2 separate regions of the Ovis aries genome follow, and region 1 is linked to region 2. The links are chromatin contacts, called in public Hi-C maps. All regions are on one chromosome and are shown on one strand. Each heading gives the region's core, a stretch centred on a gene start, on an enhancer-like site or on the middle of the called end of the contact. The rest is flanking DNA. Distances are from core to core; before and after follow the strand shown. Region 1 holds the start of SH3KBP1 (SH3 domain containing kinase binding protein 1). Region 2 overlaps SH3KBP1 (SH3 domain containing kinase binding protein 1).

What was found. Hi-C and Micro-C count contacts between places; a contact is called where the count stands out from the background.
Region 1: a Hi-C map of hypothalamus shows a contact between it and region 2, with 4 times the contacts expected there. The contact joins the promoter of SH3KBP1 here to the enhancer-like site in region 2. A contact is called at or near these places in 4 of 16 Hi-C or Micro-C datasets (blood, hypothalamus, liver and 1 more).

Annotation. Positions count from the first base shown.
Region 1 is chrX:18,406,780-18,409,479 of ARS-UI_Ramb_v3.0, forward strand. SH3KBP1 (SH3 domain containing kinase binding protein 1) reads right to left here and starts at 1,380. Exons shown (of 16, transcript XM_060407724.1): 1 at 1,009-1,380.
Region 2 is chrX:18,281,067-18,283,766 of ARS-UI_Ramb_v3.0, forward strand. It overlaps SH3KBP1 (SH3 domain containing kinase binding protein 1), which reads right to left. Exons shown (of 16, transcript XM_060407724.1): 2 at 1-14. Among named protein-coding and RNA genes, the nearest start is that of SH3KBP1, 130 kb to the right of the region's middle. Within about 2 kb of position 1,410, at least 11 of the 54 cell types and tissues checked have an H3K27ac peak or open chromatin away from gene starts, as enhancers often do. A contact at or near this core is called in hypothalamus, where this site is marked.

The sequences.
Region 1 (2,700 bases), core at 130-2,629, 130 kb after region 2:
CCTAAATACTATGACCTGAACCCAGAAAGGTCTCACTTCATTATGATTTATTAAAATCTACAGTCTTCCTATACTTGGCCTAGAAACACCTCAAAGTAATCTGCCAGAGGCATGAAAAACAGACTGCCTACCACCAAGAATATTACCTGGGTGGGCCAAACGTTTAACAGCCCCGGCAATCTCAAGTCCATTGCCCAATAAAGTGCCAGTTCGTCTGGGCAACGTGGCTCCAATACTCTGGGGTCTATACCAGATGGGACCCAGGGGACATAACAGTTTGTTGGCTACTTAGAACTGATCTTTGACCAGTAAATCAAGGACTATATCACCCTTTCCAGTTCCCCAACCCTGCAGACTTAGAGGGTGTGGGAAGTGCCCTTTGAGCATCACCGAGCAGAGAGCTTGCCAGACTGAAGAGAGGCAGGCTGGCAGAGAGGGGTTCAGGGCTGAGAGGAAGAGGGACGTCAAGGGAGGCGGGTCAAGGCGCTTCAGACCCTAGGACTGCACGCCAGCCCGGGTAATGGGGCGTTTCCCGCCACCCCCACCACCACGTCAGCCCCCGGCAAAGGCACCCGGGCCCCCGCCGCCTCTGCAGCGGGGCCAGGCGGGAATGGCAAGCGGCGCGCAGGGCCGGAGCCCACCAGCTCCCGGTACCCCCGCCCTCAGCGCAAGGAAGGCGCGCTGGGGGCGAGAAAATGGCCAAGACAAAACTCTCCCCGCCCACCCGAAAAGCCAACCACACCCCCTGCATCCCTCCGCGCCAGCCGCCCCGGGCCGGCCCCCGCGCTCTTCCACCCAGGCCCCCGCGGGGTTCCAGTGGGCGCCGGGCGGGCTCGGCAGGGACGCGGGCGCGAGTGGGAGTGAACAGGGGCGCGCGAGGCAGGCAGGGTGCCCACCCCGGTGTCACCCGCCGGGGCCCTGCCCCTAGGGCGCCCTCCTCAGCTCCGCGGTCCCGGGACAGGCGCGCCGCCCCAGGCTGCGGTGAGCACCCGTTCGCCCCCCACTCACCCATTGGCGTCGAGCCGGGCCGGGCCGCCGAGGCAGCGTGAAAGTTAGCGGAGGCGGACGCGGGGGTCAAGGCGCCGGGACCTGGGCGCGGGATTCGGGGCGCTGGTATGTGGGCGCGGGGGTCGGATGGCTGGGTCGGCTTTTTCCTCTGTAGCGGCGGCCGCGGCGGCTCAAAGCCGCCCGCTGCTGCCTCTGCTGCTGCTGCTGCTGCTGCCCCGGGGCGACTCCTGCTGCTGCTGCATCGCGACCCGCTGCGCCCGGCTGCGCCGGGTTTCCTGCTCCCCGCTAGTGGAAATTGCGAAAAAAAAAAAAAAAAAAAAAGCGCCACCCAGCCCAGTGCCCAGCAGTCGCGGCCGCGCAGCCCGCTCTCCCCTCCTCCTCGCCGCCGCCGCCGCCGCCGCTCCTGCGGCTCCGCCTGCCGGGGACGCGCGGCCGCCAGGGCGGGGGCGGGGCTGGAGGGGCGGGGCCAGTGGGCGGAGCCTTCGAGGGACCGGGCTGGCGCCCGGGGCGTCTCTGTGACTGCTGCGCTCCGGCGCCCCCCTCACCGCCTGCTGGGGAGGGACCCAGCTCTGCGAGGCTGCCCCCCACCTTTGGCGGCTCCGCTAACGCCCCGGGAAATGCCGCGAGACTCCTCGAGACCAGAGGAGGGGAGGAAGGGTCTGAGGGGAGGGGGCGTCCAGGTGGAGGGGCACGTGGAAAGGAGATGGAAAAAGCTGATCCCAAAGGTGCGACGTGAGGTGGAGGCCAGGTTGGGGGAGGGGAGACCGTGGGCAGGTGAGGGGCTGAACACCTGCTGAGGGTGATGACAGGTAATCCCGGGGCGTCTCGGCAACCCAGAAGGCTTCACAGAGGGGGCTGTTGGGAAGGAGAAGGGGTTTATCCTACGGAGGGAGAGGAACGCTGTTTCCCTTCAGTGCAGCGTGGGAACGGCAGACCAGGCGCGAGTTCGGCTTGTAGGGGGTGGTGGGTTGGAGATGCAGAAAGAGAAGTGAAGCCAGTGGGCTGCATCGCCACACACCGACCCTCATACGGACTCCTAACCCAGCACCCCCCTGCCTGAGTCAGGTGGGATTCACTGCTCAGCAATGTTCCAGGCTCTCATGTTCCCAGGAATCCACTGAGCCAATTCCCCACCAACAGGCAACATTGTGCCACACTGAGCTGATCCCCAGATCAGGGCAGCCTACCCTTGAGTGGGCACTAAAATGAAAACAGCGAATTTATGTTAGTTCACAGGTAACGCACAAGCTCCTTTTGGAGTCCTTTCACTACCACACCTTTCACCATACTCTGACATCCACCACATTCATTTACCGACTCGTTATTTCCTTTTCCCTTTCCACCATCTGGTGGTAGGAAGAGATAGTGAAATAGATGGGAGACATTCAGGAAGAGAGAAAATAAAGACAATAAAGAAATTACATTCAAAGAAACTAAATAATTGACCACTGAAAAATGGAGGAGACTGAGGGTTAGTGAATCCACAAGTGACAAAAACAGACCCCTTACCAAATACAGGTTGTCTTCCTGCCTCAACAATAATGTTGGGGCAACTCTTGTAAATTGGTTACATCCTGGGATTTCTACAGAAAGATGTACTTATAACTGTTTCATTAGCTTAAAACAAACCAAAAAACCCTTCAAAGTCAGGGTCTTACCAACAAGAAATCAGTAGCTTCATCCTTCTAATAC
Region 2 (2,700 bases), core at 160-2,659:
TCCTTCTTTATTTCCTGTGAGGATAAAGAAAAGGAAAACAAGATTGTAGTTTAACATTTCCAAATGTCTCTATTTTAAGCTTCAGCTTTCTAGAATGCACTACAGTGACCTCAACTCAGTGCAACATTTTAGAAACACCATTTCCTATGTGTCTGTTGTTTGTTTTCCTTACATTTAGTAGAGAAGCACCTGGTCCTATAAAACAGAATAATGTCCAATACAGTGATGCAACCTTCTGTGACTATGCTCAAGTGATCATAAAGGCCACCATACAACTCTAAGGGACAGCCTGTTCTACTTTTTGAACAACAAGCTTTGGCCAAGGACAGTCACCCCTCAAAAACTTTCTGGTTTCTATTCTTCCAACAGGGGTTTAAAGAAGTATATTCCCACATCACCATTGCGCTCACAATAATGCTAAACCCAAAAGAAGACTTAAGTTCATTTACAGTTACCAAGTTCCTCTGGCTTTTAAATCCTTAACCGAGAAAAGTACAGAGATAACAAACTAAAGACTATCGTTCTAAGCCAGAGGTCGGCAAACTAAGCCCACCATGTGTTTTTGTAAATAAAATTTCATTATAATACAAGCCCATTCATTTCATTTAGGTATTTGCTATGGCTATTCTGATGCCACAACAGCAGAGCTGAGGAGTTGGAACAGAAATTCAAGCCCAAAATACCTAACGCTTTACACACAAAGTTTACATGAGGTAGTCTCTTATCAAAGCTCCATTAAGATCTGGATTTTTAAAACCTGATGCCTGATACAATCATTTCAAATTGCTTAATAATTTACATAATTATGTTCAAAAGCAGTAAAAGTCAGAAATGATAGTAATTCACAAGCTGCAGATCTGGGCTGGGGTTCTGGGCTTGTCTGGACCCAGGATCACATTGACTTGGGAAGAAGGGAAAGTGAAGTGCCTGGAGTCAAAGCATACCTGGGTGTCAGGAAGGGCTCAAAGAGGAAAGATGTGTTTTTTAGAAAGAGGCTGGGGCAAGAATTGGGCATGGGTCCTTCAATGAATGAACAGGAAGATGGAAAATTTGGTGGGAGGCCACACTTTGGCCTGGGCAGAGGTGGAAAGAACAGAACAAAAGCTTGTCAAAACATAGCCACTGCCTAGCAGCTTCCTACACACCCAAGTGTTAGTTACCGTATCCAATTCCCCGATTGCTGGCCCTGTTCACAACAGCCTCGCCCTCTTCTCCCTTACCAGGGCCCCACCGGAAACCAGCAACTGTGGCTGGTGCTCTGCTAGGTTGAGAGTTTCAGCTGGCGCACCAGGCCAACACAGCGTAAAGCTGTGTGCATGCGCGTGTATGTATACGCACTCCCACCTCAGCAGCCCGGCGCCTGCTAGAACAGCAGTTACTGGGGGTTTGTGCAGCTTCACAGGCAGATGGCATCAGGGGACAATCTGCAAACACTGCCAGCCTGAGTTGCATGAAAGGATGCTTTCTTAGTGATGGCTGCCAGCCTGCTATGGCTCTAGAAATACAGAAAAGCAGCCACCGTGGGGTCTTCTTTCCCAATGGCTGCTTCTTTGGGGGTAGAAGAGTTGCTTAAACATCACTCTCCACTGTAGGGTGGGTATGACCATGCAAACACCAATTTCCCGACTGGACACAATATAATGAATGCAGTGATGCAACATCCAGTTTTGCCAAGGAGTGATTCAGAGAAATTCAGTGGGCTGTGGGTGACATGCTGAGTACTTGCTTAGCACTAACCACTAATGGCATGCAGCTGGGGAAGGATGAAGGGGTTGCAAACATTTGAAAAATTGGGGTGGTCACTGGGAAAAGCCTCAGAAGCCATGGTTGTCAAGAATGTTCACACCCAAGGCTTCAGAGCAGCACCTCACAAGTTTTGAAGGACTGATCTGATGAAGCAGGTGCTTAAGGGCTGAGAAACCAGCAACAGGAGAGGATCTGGTTCATAAGTTTCAGATTCTGTGCCCCACACCAATGATTGTTCACATTTGCCAGATACATAAGCCTAATGATGACACAATTCCATAAGTTGCTTCTTAGATGGAAGCAAGGAGACAAAACCAAAAATATGCCTTGCCCTTTTCCAAAGAAACCAACCAGACACGCAGCCACGGCAGTGCATCCTACAGCCTCTCCATTGGCCCAACAACCAGGTTCATCCAGGCTCAGTGTAACCTCACCAAAACCAAACATCTTCCCTCCAATCTGCCCCTTCTCTGGGAGCGACGGGAGCTATCCCGCTTGATAGCTCATCATCTGCACACTTACCCTGGCTGGAAGACTCAGTGTTAATCCTCGTTATCTAACCAGCCACCCAGTTGGGCTCTATCTACTTCCTTAATCTATTTCTCTCCTTCCTCCCATACTGCCTCAAAAATATGAGTGTCAGGCAAAGAACCTGAACAGACATTTCTCCAAAGAAAATATACAAATGGCCGATAAGAACACGACAAGATGCTCCACATCATTATTCACTAGGAAAACTTAAATCAACACCAAAATGATATACCCTTTCACTCCCACCAAGATGGCTAGATTTTTTTTTTTGTAAAGGAATACGAGTGCTGATGTGGAAAAAATGGAATCCTCATACACTGCTGGTGAGAATGCAAAATGGAGCAGTCACTGTGGAAAACAGCATGGTTGTTTCTCAAAAAGTTAAACGCAGAATTACCATATGATCCAGCAATTCCACTTTCA